2 separate regions of the Anser cygnoides genome follow, and region 2 is linked to region 1. A link is a contact called in public Hi-C data. All regions are on one chromosome and are shown on one strand. The core of a region is the stretch at or near the end of the contact, and the rest is flanking DNA. Distances in the headings are between cores, read along the strand shown. Region 1 holds the start of LOC106043950 (16 kDa beta-galactoside-binding lectin). Region 2 holds the start of GC (GC vitamin D binding protein).

Region 1 (6,536 bases), core at 1,267-3,766:
CGCTTCAGGCAGCTTCACCTTTACCTCTGTTGTATCGAAGGAGATACAGATCTGTAGAGAACCACAAAAAGGAAGACTAATGCATCACTGGTCGCAAGCCAGGCTCCCCACTCCTTCCAGGCTGGGTGCAGGACAGTTGAGGTGGCCACTGGCGGTCAAGGCCATGCCCACCAGCTCAGCCCCCTCCCTGCCCAGCAGGGCTGTGGAGAAGAAGGTGGTTTGCTCTGCCTGAGGTCAGTTCTAAGCTTCTGCAAAGGAATAAGATAGGCCCAGTCTGAACCACAGGTCAGTGTTTTAATCGCCCTTGCTCATGCACCTTGCAAACAGGGCCAGAGTGGGGCACTTCACATAGCCAAGCTGTTGGGCATTGACTTAGGGCAGGTCCAGTTGGTCAGCTTCAGCAGCAAGACTCTTCCCCTGCTGCCTAATTCCCTTTCGACTCCTGCCCCTTCTCCACCACTGGGGGAACCTGGCAGCATTAAGAGCCCTGAGCCCATCAGTGCCCTGTGCCAGGGCCTTCCACAGCCCCTGGGGTCTCACCTCAACCTTGTCACCGTGCTGGAAGGGGAAGTCAGCCTTCCTGTCCTCCTCGCCCCACGTGCCATCCTCCTTCGAGTTGCACACAACAGTGTTGACGTCCCCGTGGCAGTCGAAGCGAGGGTTGAAGTGCAGCATGAGGGTGCCGCTGTCCTTCCCCACGTTCACAGCAAACCTGGGGAGACAGAGGCAGTGCCAAGGGGATGCTCCAGCCACCCTGCGCCAGCAAGCTGAACCCAGCAGGAGCTCCATTACCCCCTGGCAAGGGTAGGAGTCTCCTGGACTGCAACCCCCCTGCAGTGCCACATCAAGCCATCTGCTGTCTCCTCACTCACCCTTTGGCATCAGACAGGATCTTCCCTTTGACCTTGATGCACTCTCCAGGCTCGACATCCAGCTGAGTAACAACCAGTCCCTGTGGGGCCAAACCACAGGAGTTAGTCTGTCATAAAGCAAGCCTTCCAGCGCTGCCTGGACCAAGGCACAAACCAGGTCTGGCAGACCCAAGGGCGTTTGCAGTTTAGTGCTAGGGCAGGGATTGAGTCAGCCCAGCCACCTTCACCAGGGAATCCAGGCTCACAGCCACCTGGCGCGTCCACCACCCCTCTGAGCACCACAAGCTGACAGTGAGGTGCTCACCCCACTGCAGCAAGGTCAGGGGGGTGATTTAGCAGCTGTTTTATCAACTGCTACAAAAGACATCCTCACAAGCAAGCTTGCGCCTTCAAGTCAGCAGCAGGCACTAGCACAGGTTTAATGGCAGTTACGCAGCTTTTATAACATTACATCCTTCCCCCTCCCTAGGCATGTCTCCAGCCTACAGGGGCTACCAAAAAAAAAGGTTGCGCACTTGTCTTAGAGCTGCATGCAGAAAGAGAGGGGGCAGTGGAGCCACTTCTGGCTGCAGCCCACTAAAGCAGAACAGCCCCAGGGAAGCTCTCATGGGGCAGACAAGGGCTTGTTCCTATCCTCAGAGCCAGATTATTCAGTCCCCAAGCCTCACACCTCCCAAGGAGGGCTTAACATCCCCCAGCCTCCCTCAGCAAAGGGGAAGGAGCTGTTTGGTGAGGTTAGGCATAACTCAAGCCATGCTTTGGTGCCTGTGCTTCCAGGCCCAGATGCAGTAATGCTGAGCTGCACTTAACCACGTGGCAGATAAAGCAGGGAGACTAACTTCAGGCTGGTCCCATTGCCCACTAGGGCTACTGCTCCAGCACCCAGAGCCCCCTCAGATGGCCACCCAGCCCAAGCAGTGCTCAGCCTCATGTCTGCTCCCTGCTTAGTCCCTGCTGAGGTCAGATCCCTGCAGCCGCTAAGCTGCTTATTGCTGTGGCACTAACACTGCCTTCTGGCTCTGCTTCTAGAGCCCTACAGGCACACAGCCTCCGTGTGGAGCAGGGGACAGACCTTTGGAGGAAAAGGGAGCTCAGGGCACAGTCAGCACACACTGCCATCCTGCTTTCCGCTGCTGCTGCTATACTGTTAGCCCCATCCTGTATCCAAAATGCGTTTTTCCAGAAGGAAAATAAGGAGCTTAAGGGAAAAAGGGCATTCAAACTGGTCCCAAAACTTTAGAGCACTCAAAGATACAAACATGCATTAAAACAGCTTTCCCACTTAGATAACATGCTAGAGAAGAGGGGGGAAAAGAAAAACGTCTGGTCAACCCTAACTGTTCCTCCCACAGCCACATATCAGTTGAGCATTTCCTCTCAGCTAATCCTTTTCCTCTCCTACCTTTGGCACCAAGCCCAAAACCCGCAGGCAGGCAGGCAAACCCTAGTCCTGCTTGGCACACCAGTCCGGCTTGAAGAGGGCACTCACTTGCTCCATGCTGCAGATCCCAGCCCCACCAGGCAGGACGCCCCCGAGCCCCTGCTCCACAGCCCAGCGTGACTCAGCACTCGGCTCCAGCAGCTTAAATCACTTGGGCAGGACCATCACATGATGGAGGGGGGGCGAAGAAGGGGATCAGTTGCAGCTGTTTGGGAGCTGGAGCTTTCCCAGCCATTTAAAGTGGGCAGCGGGAGATCTCTATTGATATTGTTCTTTGTGGGCAGGATGTGTGTGATTTTTTTAAAGCTAGCAATTGTTTGCTTCTGCGTGATCCTAGAAATCCTTACTGTAAGCTCTTCTAGCTGCTATGCAGTGTATGTTGGCTCACAGCCCGAGTGTGGCTCTGTGCCTGCAGCGAGGTGGCTGCTTTTTGTTAAGTGATCCCTGCCTAAAATCAGGGTTGGAGTCCTCATGTTACTGCTGCAAAGCGACTGCCTCTCAGAATATGTGTGTGCTCACCCTCTCAGCCTGGCCTCGTCCTTGCAAGGAGACTGGGCTGTCGGGAGCCCCAGGGTATGAAACATTACTGCTTACAGTACAATAAAACCCAATAGTTTGTGGAGTTCAGTGCCAGCGCTTAAAAAGTGCCTGAAAGTTAAGGCTGTTGGTGTGAGGCACTACTAGATGTGAGAATTCAGGCTGCAGCTTTTAAAAAGTAGCGTGATCTCGCTGGATTGATTCCAGTCTCAGACTCCAAAGGGAAAAGAGAAATGCTTTTTTGGCGGACAGAGAAGTTGGGCAGGGTTGACTGCAAGCAGCGAGGAAGGAGGCTGTTTTCCCAGCTGGTCCCTAACTCCTGCTGTTCACCTTTGCTGCATCCCTTACAAGCACACTGTCCCTGCCCCGAGGGGCTTTGCAGAGCAGGGAGGGGAAGGTGGGAGCAGCGGTGGTGCTATGTGTGTCTGCGTGGCCAGGTCAGCTGGGTGCCGCGTGTAGCTTTGGGTTAGCCTTAGCAGGGTCCTCAGGCCTCCGTGCCTCAGTTTCCCTCATGCATGAAGGGACACTAATGACTTGCAGCTTCACAGCTCCACTTGTACAACTTGGGTCAGAGCTGCTGTGTAAATGCAGCGCGTTACTTGTTGGTTAAGCCTTGACTGGCCTGTGAGATACAAATCTGCAGATAACATTAGGGTGGGCTGTGTGGGGCAGTTTATGACACCGAGCGCAGGAATTTATGGCTAGGTAGCAGAAGGAGACATGCTGCCATGCAGGAGGCTGCTGACACTTCAGCAGACCGTGCTCGCTGTTACACGAACAACATCCTGACTCCTGACACCATCCTTCACCCCAGCTCCCCCCAACACCCGTTTCTGAACATTCCCGAGGCATTTCTGCATCCCATATGCTTCCGGGCGAATCAAAGCTGAGCTGCATTTGAACTAGAAAGTCACAGGTCTGAATTGGAGCCCTGTGACTGGGGTATATGAAAGAAGGCAAAATGCTGACTAAAAGTACTGGTGGGAAAATCCCACACGTCCTCTGGCCTCCAGCTCACTCCCTGGCCATAACACGTGTACACGAGGGCCACGCTGAAGCCAGGAGTCAGCTGCAGGAGCAGACCCTGTGCCCATAGTGAATGCCACCAGGAGCAGCCCCCAGCATGGGCAGCGTGGAGAAACCCCAAGAAATTCCACCTTAAGTTTGCCCCAGTCTCTGGCACGATGTTAATGGGGATCACGTGTTGGAGGCTTTAGTTGCAGTTGTTCCCCTGTTTGCTGCCACGTGTGAGGGGTTGAGCAAATTCTGTTTGGTCGGTTGGGTTTTTGTGTTTGTTTTCCATTCAGCTCTGCAAAACCCCTGGAGATTTCTCCTCCTTTCAGTGCTGCAGTGTTTTTTCTGGAGGCAGAGCTGCTGCCAAGTTGGGTTGTAGTGCTGGGGGCACACAGTGCCATAGTGTTGTGCACCCCAACTCCCCTTCCACAATGCACATTTCTCGTGAGCTGCTTTTTTCGCCTGATATCTCCTCCTCCCACCCTTTCGTCCAGACAGGGAGCTATCTGTCTAGTAACACACAGGAGACCACACTGTTTGTTTTCCTTGAGTGCTCCGCACTGGCAGCCAGGCTGCATTAGCAGCAAACCCTCTGGTCTTGCCCCTGATTTACAGCGCTCCTGGTCTTAGGTCCCGTAAAATCAGCAGTGTTTAGTCTCAGACAGCAGTGCCAAGATGCCAAACCGCCCTCCTTTATTCCAAGCAAAAAGGCAACAGTGGGGAGGCAAAAGAAGGGACGTCTTCCCTTTTGCAGCCTCCAGCAGGAAAAAGTGGGAGAAACTTCCCCAGTGTGTCTCCTTCCCTTCCAGGGAGTTTGTAGAGGGGCAGAGGCTACAAAGCAAGGCCACGCTGCCCAGCCTCATCCCATGAAGGACAGGAGCGGGGGTGCGGAGGAGGGCCGGTGCTCCTTCTGTCTGGCTCCCAGCACAAGCAGTAACTCTCAGGGCCTGCAGCCTGGCGAGCTTTCCAGGAGGTGGTGCACCTGCCAGGCAGCTCTGGCAGAGGCAGGGAGAGTCTTATCTTGCTCTTCCAGAGGGTGATGCCAAGGGGAATTTTCCCCAGGGGTTAGTTAAGGGTGCCCTCGCAGCACCTGGCTCTGAGGGCTCACTCTTGAGGGCAGGAGGCCCTGCCCAGCACCAGGTCCCCAGCCCAAACCCATAGTTTTTCTCTCAATTTGCGCAGACTGGAGGAAGGCAGTCAGCCAGTGTGATTTTCTCCTAACAGTCCCCAGAAATGCCGCAGATTTGCTTTTAAAAATATAAATGCCAAGCAGATGTAATGTGCTGATTATTGCTCTTTTTAATCTTCTGCAGGAGAAGGTACACCCTAGCCCTTGGCAAGCCTTATCTCTGGTAATGACTCCTGTCACTAGAAATGACATGCTACAGGAGAGCTCTGATTTGGGGAGGGCTGAGCACACACCTCTGCTGCTGGCTCTCTCACGGATGCCGTGGCCATTCTCGTCATTCAGAACCTGCTGCCTCATGGCCCAGGCAGCACGTAGAGGGGTGCCTGGCCCAGAGCAGGGAAGGGACCCCCACTTTTCCCAGGGCTCAGTATGTACCAGGAGGAGCAGTTCTGCTCGCCGGCAGGGCCTGCAGAGCCAACACAGGGAAAGCTGCTCCGAGCAGCAGAAACACTCACACTAGGGTCACTTCTGCTGGCCAGGGAAGGACAAGAAACCTCCCCAGTACGTTTTCACTAGGGCAAGGATTAGACCGGAGAAACAAGAAGCACTCCTCGCTTTTCTAGTGAGCCAAAGCCTATGTTGCTCCGTGGCCCAGTTCACTGAGTACAGACAGCTCCTTCCTCTTGTGCTTTCCTTAGCGAAGATCTGTGTCAGTGTCTGGATGGGATCCTGGCCTCAGCAACAACCCCTGGTTTCTCTTGCAACCTAAATAATTTTGCTAGAATGGAAAATGTTTCTACAAGGCTGTTACCTATTTAAGGCTATTTGGCACTTCCACTTAATCCTCTGCTACTGCTGTTGGTCTGATTCTTCCTGTTTTTCCTTTGGCAAGTTAGTTTGGATCTCCTCTCAGAAGTTTGTACCTTTTTGCCTGTTAAGTACTCCTAAACCCCGAAGAGTTTTAATGCAGTTTCTCTGGACCCTTTGCACCAAAGACCCCTTACACGGCTGGCTACAACCCTGGAACCACCATGGTGTCCCCAGCTCTGTGCTATCCACAGGGAAAGCTTCGGGGCTGGCCTGGAGACCAGAAAGAAAATGGAGCCCTCCCCACACCCCACAAGGAAAATCCTTGAGGCTGCTCTGGAGAAGACCAGGCATGACTTGGGAGCCACAGCCCAGTCTGGCAGGAGGCTGGGAGACCCTCCCAGCTCCTGTGGGTACCGAGCCTCCCCAGGCACCATTTCAGAGGGGGATTTGTGCCAGGAAGAGGGTCTGAAGGCCCAGGCCACTCGGGATGCTAGCTGGGGTTGCATGGCCACATGCCACTACATTTTTATCCCAGAGCATTTCCTGATTTCAGCTTCCCCTCTATTAAAAAGGAAGCACCTCTATTCTAAGTTAATTAGAAAGTCAATTATAAGGAACTTCTTGCACCATCTCACTGAGCAATGAAAGCAGTTTGCTGATCCCTTCAGTGGGATTTAAAGTAAGCCTCATCATTTTTATATCCCTCATTAACACTGACCCAAGCCAACAATAC
Region 2 (6,536 bases), core at 2,992-5,491, 750 kb before region 1:
CTTGCTGCTGCTTTGGCTCATTTGCATCTCCGTCTTGCTTTGGAACCCCAGCACACAGCACGGGGTCCCTGTTTTCGAGCCTCAATAGCAGCACACTGGGCCTCTTCCCAAGCCCCCAAAACACAGGGCTCAGGCTTCATTTCCAAGGCTCGGGAACACCCAGCTCAGTCCTGTGCCCGAGCCCCAAACCCGGCCAAATGAGCCCAGAGCCCCACCAAGCCCAAGCAGCAGCACCCCCGAGCCCAGCCAGGAGCCCCAAGAGGCGAGAGCCCAGCTCGGCCTTGGAGCACCGCGCACGGCTCTGACAAAGTGTAGCTGGGCTCAGGGCCGGTGCCATTGCTCATCGAGCACTGCCTGTAAAATTAATAAACGCGCTGTTGTTTATGTAGCTAATTAATCTGCCTTTTTCTGTATTTAAAGCCTACATGCAGGGTGCCCCGAGGGTCCCCCCTACCATCCACCAGCACCACCCAGTCCAGCTGTGGGTCTTTGCTCATCAGGTCCCCACTCAGCTGCGAAGTGCCCACAGCTGTGGTATGAAAAAAGAAACTAAAAAAAAAAAAAAAGTAAAAAGAGAAAAGAGGAACAGGAGAGGAGAGGAGAGGAGAGAAATTAAGTAGAGGTATAAAAAAAAGATGAGAGGAATGAAGTAGAGGTTAAAAAAAATAAAAAAGACAATAAATGATCAAAATAAAAGCCCACCCATGACAACTGGTAAGGGGGAGAAGCCAATGAAACAGTAAAAACAAGCCCAGAAAGCCCTGTGCATTAAAAAATAAAAATAAAGAAGACACACACAGAAAAAAAAAAAAGACAGAAAAATATCCTGAAGTGGTGAAAAGCAGAAAGAGAAAAAAGAAAAAAAAAAAAGCATCACAGAGCATCACCTCCAAGCCCTCAAAACCATGGGCTGGTTTTAGGACTGGCTTTGCCACCCCATCCCCCTGATTCATTTCTTTGTTTTTTTTGTTTGTTTGTTTTGTCTCCCCAGGCAAACAGAAAAGCAGAGGCTGCTGGGGGAGAATTCCTGGGACAGGGTCTCCCCTGGGGCATGGGTGCTGGGGGAAAGGCAATTTAATCCAAAAATTAGATTTTTTTTTTTTTTTCCCCTTCTGGACCCCCATCCGCAATGGAGACATGGCATAGAGTTCTCTGAGCCCAGTTTCGCTGGGAAACCTTGCGTCTGGCTGTGGTTTGCAGCACATCCCCTCAATCGCATCCCCTATCCCCCATCCCACATCCCATCACACCATGGCTGCGTCCTGGGGGGTTTATTAGGAGCTTTTCCATGCCCGTGCTGTCGCTGAGGCCGGGCACGGGCCTGCAGGTGATGCTGCTCTTGGTGTTGCGACTGGTCCTATTCCTGGGCTGCCCTGGGGCTTGGTTTTGCTTGCCCCGGTGGAGCACGGCGATGGAGAGGCAGAAGGGGGCACGTTCATCTCTTTTTCCAGTAGTAGTAGGTGGCACAGACACGCACGTACCCTGCCAAGGCAACACAGCGGGGAGCATTAAGCGTGTGGCTGATTACAATTACACAGGCCGCTACCGGTCTTTTAACGGTCGTTTCAGCCTCACCTTTCTTCTTGCTCAGCGGCTTGTTGGAAAACCTCCGATATTTCCTGTTCCTGCGGCTGGGGGGTACCCTGTCCCAGCCGCCGCCGCTCCCCCCGTGCCGCCTGCCATGGCCCTGGAGGTGCCACGCCATCCCCGCGCCTGCTCGGCCCCTCGGCACCGTTCCACTGGTGGTGAGGAGGGGGTGCTGGGGAGGGGGCCCGTTGTGAGCGGTGGTGATAACCCCCCCGTTGCCAGGGGTGATGGGCAGGGGGGCTGGCCCCACTGCCTGCTCACAAAGGGGCGCTGGCAGCATCTCCCTCAGCATCCCACGATGCCCAAGGGATGAGCCGCTCACGGCAGGTTGAGGCTCCGGCCTCAATCTTCAGTTTTCTGTTTGTTTCATTATTATTTTTCCTCCCTCTCCTGGCCTTTGCCAAGTCCTCAGGGATAAGCGTTTATTTTTAAAGAGGTTCCTTTAAAATAAAAATGTAACAACTTAAACGCTGCTGAGACCATCAGGGTCTGTGCCAGACTTGGGAATGCAGCCCAGCTGCTCTGCAGCCATGTTGTTTGGGGCCAGAAAGGACAGAAACAGCTGCCCTAACCCCTCCTGCTCCCCTCATCGCTGCTCAGACCACAGTTGTGCCTTCCTTTGTCCCGGTACGACAGAGAAGCACCTTTGGGACAAGCCAGCACCACATGCCCATGAACAGGGATGGAAACAGACCTCTGGACTGCTTCCTCCTGGCTCAGCACCACCTTCCTCTGTGCCTTGCTTTCCGTCAAGTTTCAGGGGCTCAGCACACCCCAGGACCCTCTCCCCAGTGGCTCTCACCCCCCAACTCAGTCGTGCCCCCTTTGCCCCTCTCCCCGCCACCCCACAGCCCCTTTCCAGCAGCACAGCACTAGCAACCAGACAAGAGACAGGAATACTTTCAGGACTTTATTGGCAGGCTTGCACCACACAGGCAGCAGCGGGCCGTTTGGGGAGGGGATGCGGGGATATCACATTCTGCTGGTGGTGGCCAATGAGCAGGGAAGCTGCCAGTGCAGGAGCCTGCGGGGAACCGAGTTACTGGGCTGTCCTTTTCCTCCTGGACTACTGCAGTGGAGATTTGGGAGCTGTGGGGCAGAGAGAGTATCGTGAGTTCCCTGCATCACCACTGTGCCCCACCACTGCTGCTTCTCCACTGATAAACCACCACGTTTATCAGCGCTTCTTTCCATCACCCACACTTTTACTTCGCTTCATGCTGATGTTCAGCTGCTGCTGGCTTTTGCTCTGCTCCCTGGGGAAGCTGAAAGACAATCTCATCCTGCTGCAGCTGCGCTGGGGCTGCCGGCCACGCTGGTACCCTGACGTGCCCGATGTCGCCTCCATGCTTTCTGGGGTCCCCCCTCCAGCTGCCCCACAGATATGAACGTGGCAAGTTGTGAAGTCATAGCGCCCGGTGACGATGCAATAGGGCAGCAGTTGGTAGGCGCTACCCAAGTGGCCCCAAGGGAAAGAAAACAAAGGGGCTTGCCCCAAAGTGCCACCAAATAACTCATCCCAATGCTTCACCCAGTGTTTCAAATGCTATTTCCAATCAATTCCCTTTCTTCAAAAGCACATTTCTAAGGAAATAAATGGACAAAATTGCTGTTAAATGGGTTCTCTCTGGCTAGGGATTAGCTGGGAAAGGGTCTGGGTGATCTCCTGAGTGGCAACATCTGGTGCCTCAGCCATTTCTCTCCAGACACAGCTCAAATTAAGACTCAAAGCTGATTTTATGACGTGCCGCTGTGCTTATTATTGTTTGCTGGACTTGTTTCTGGCTTCTCATGAGCATGTTAGTGACTGTCCTACAAGAAACAGGGCCAATTTGGGGCTGTCAGCACCCGTGTCCCAGCCAGCAGGACCTGTGCAGAGCTGCCGTGTTTGCCCTGCTCTGCACCAGTGGATGAATCGTGAAGCATCCCGTGCTCTGGAGGAGTTCACAAGCTGTTACCCTGAAGCTGTTTATAGCGGATTCACACAGGATTTTGTTAAAAAAAGAATCAAATAGGTGGTAATTTAGCAGTGAACCAAGTGACAGCTTGAATCATGTGGGATAGTCAAAGGAGAAACAGAATATGTGTTTATACAAAAATAACATATTATCCATTTTTCTTCCACAAATATATGGCAACCAAACACTGCTCTGCTCTCTAGAGGTCATGAATGAATCCTTCCAAGCGTTTTAAGTTTGTTGTTACTCTGCACACCTAAAAAAAAATTGTCACTGTGCTGCACAACATTTCAGCTGGCATATTTGCTTCAGTGGGGTGTCTCGCAGGGGAAAGCACCCTGGCTTTTGCTGCATTTCCCAGCCACGATGCCTGCTGTCTGCCTTCCCCAAGGCTGATACCTGTCCGTCACCTGTCTCCACCCAAAAGAGCCATCTGCATCCTCACAAGTATCTGCAAGGACCTCTTATCAGGCTCAGAGCACACTGCTTTGCACTCATAGGATGCACGGGACACTTTCCCCCGTACATCTGCTTTTGCACGGGTCATGGGTAGAAACTCTCTTTCTGGAGTCCCATAGCAATGTGCTGCTGTTTTCTCTGGGTTAATTATTAAAATCAGCCCCATTTTAGAGGTGCTGGCACCCTGGGCCAAGGATGCTTTCCCCGTGTCCTGTTACCAGGATTAATCATTGATCCAACAACGCTCAGGAGCCCCATATAAATTCTGGTTTGGGTTTCCCACTGCTGCTTTTTGCACGGGGAGGGAGAGCAGTGGCAGTGACTGCTGTCCCTGCCGTGGCCACGCTGCACCATGAAGGCGGCTGTCACCCTCCTGCTGCTGCTCTTTGCCGCAACCCACGCCGAACACCGAGGTAAGAGCGCTTACCCCTGAAATCCTTGTACTGCGGTGGCTGCAATGGAGTTGTCACCCTGTACTAGACAGGGTCCATGATATCCTGTGTATTAATGTCAGTAAACTCAAAAATGGGGTTTTCCACCCCTGGCTCTTTTTTCCGTATGGAGCTAAGTGAATTGAATGTCTAGGACTGTGCTCTCTGCTCACAATGAGCAACATTTTGCTTCCTCTGCTGCTCAGCGGGGAAGCATAGACCTGCTAAAAAAAACTAAACAAACAGCCAAACATATGTCTTCAGTACTGGATTCTGAGAAAGAAAAGGAATTCAAGACTTCAAGACGCACCTACAGCTAGACACCCTGATGCTCATCCTGCTAGGACGGTCTGCAGGTTTCCCTTCCTTCCAGGGACCATCTCCCTGGTAATGACAGCAACAAATCCTCAAACAATCACAGCAAAGTGCTGTCTGCCCTCTTCATTCCCTCTGCTTCAGAGATGTATTTTTCTCTGCAGAAATGCTAGGATTTGTACCTACTGCTTGTAGCCACAGAGCTCTCTCTTGCTTTTCTATTCCCAGAGCTTTGCTTGGTTACCGGCAGACAAATCCCCCCCCAAATGGCCTCTAATTTCATGCTGAAAGCCCCAGAATTACCTTTTTACAAAAACTTCTTCCCCCCACAAGTGCAACCTTGCAAAATTACCCTTACCTTTTTTTTTTTTTTCTCCATACTGAAGCAATTTGACCTTTGGCTGATATAACGGTGCATAACCCTGTGGTTTGGGTAAAATGACCCCGTGTCGCATTGGTGGAGGCCGGGGCTGACACCCTGCCGAAAAAGCAAAGGGGAAGTAGGCTAAAGCAGAGATTTGGCAGGAGTGTGAGAGATGCAGACAGGAGAATGTAGCTGTGGCTGGGATCCCAAGGGGGGGGTGAGGGGGTTCTTTTCTGGTCCAAAATCCCCAGGGAAGATCATGTCAATATTGCAGCAGAGAGGCCAGCACAGTATCAATGTTTACCCTGACAGTAGCAAAGTCTAAGTGATGCCTTTTTTTGCAAGAAAAAATCAATACTGCGTCTAAGGGATGAAAGAGGGGCTGGGGATGTGTTTGCTGCTGCCTGCTCCTGACCTCCACAGCCCCAGATAAAAACCAACACTGTCTGTTTCAGCCATATAGAAATGTCCGTGTGGGTAAGGGCCGAGTGTGCTTGACATTTTCCCGCAGTTCTCTCAACTACAGGGAGGGTTCCCCCTTCTCCCCCTTGTTTTGGATGCAAACTGCAGCAGCACAACCCAGGCAACAGAGCCACTTCCCCCAAATGGGCTGGGCAGCGGCAGCATTTTCCCAAGCATTAGGGACTACAGCCTGGTCTGACATGAGAGGAGAAGCTGTTGCATGCTAAAAAACAGCCCTAAAGTGAATAAGGCAAGATTCCTGTTTTCAGATGAGACCTGTGTGATTTAGGACTGCCAAGAAGGGAAATGAGAATGAGAGTAAAACACAGACATGGTATGAACATCTCTGCATAAATATATGGGAAGAAGAGAAACATCATCTCAGCTCCCCAAAACAGCATGAAGTACTTAATAATGGTTTTCCCCTGCAAAAGGAGAAATATCTGAATTATATCCTACAGTAGGCCCAATGGAGCTGAGCAGTGTTGGTTTTTTATTTGTTTCTGCAGGGAGAAGGTTCATGGGAATGAGGCACCCACATAAGCAGAATCAGGGAACTGATCCCAAACTCTTCTTTTTCTGCATTTACAGGTAGAGCATATGTCCGGGACAAAGTATGCCAAGAGTACAAAACCATGGGGAAGGATGACTTCCGAACCCTGTAGGTACCTCCTACAATATTTACCCTCCCAAATTCAGCATGCAAATTCAGCATATAAGCCAAGGCCCCCCCAGAATTAAAAAATAGCTTGGAAACTGGCTGATTTATTTGGTCATTTATTCACTCCCTGCAAACAAGGGCTCCTATTACTCTAAATGGGCCTACCTACAGGAGAAAAGCTTGTTCCACAACTGAACTCCTCAAAACCGGTTAGGTGGCCAAATAGCAAGGAGTCGTAAGAGCTGGTGCACATCCCCCTGGCCATGGCAGCCCCAGCCTGAGATCTGCTCCAGGCAGAG

What was found. A called contact is a pair of places that touch in the nucleus more often than the background predicts.
Region 2: a contact with region 1 is called in a Hi-C map of liver, with 2.4 times the contacts expected there. The contact joins the promoter of GC here to the promoter of LOC106043950 in region 1. A contact is called at or near these places in 2 of 7 Hi-C or Micro-C datasets (both in liver).

The regions. Positions count from the first base shown.
Region 1 is chr4:64,318,078-64,324,613 of Taihu_goose_T2T_genome, reverse strand. It overlaps LOC106043950 (16 kDa beta-galactoside-binding lectin), which reads right to left and starts at 2,516. Exons shown (of 4, transcript XM_013193722.3): 1 at 2,362-2,516; 2 at 873-952; 3 at 541-712; 4 at 1-51. The coding sequence starts at 2,370.
Region 2 is chr4:65,069,741-65,076,276 of Taihu_goose_T2T_genome, reverse strand. It overlaps GC (GC vitamin D binding protein), which reads left to right and starts at 4,241. Exons shown (of 12, transcript XM_013193799.3): 1 at 4,241-4,417; 2 at 6,168-6,237. The coding sequence starts at 4,357. LOC106043994 (a long non-coding RNA gene) reads right to left here. Exons shown (of 3, transcript XR_001212047.3): 3 at 4,666-5,228.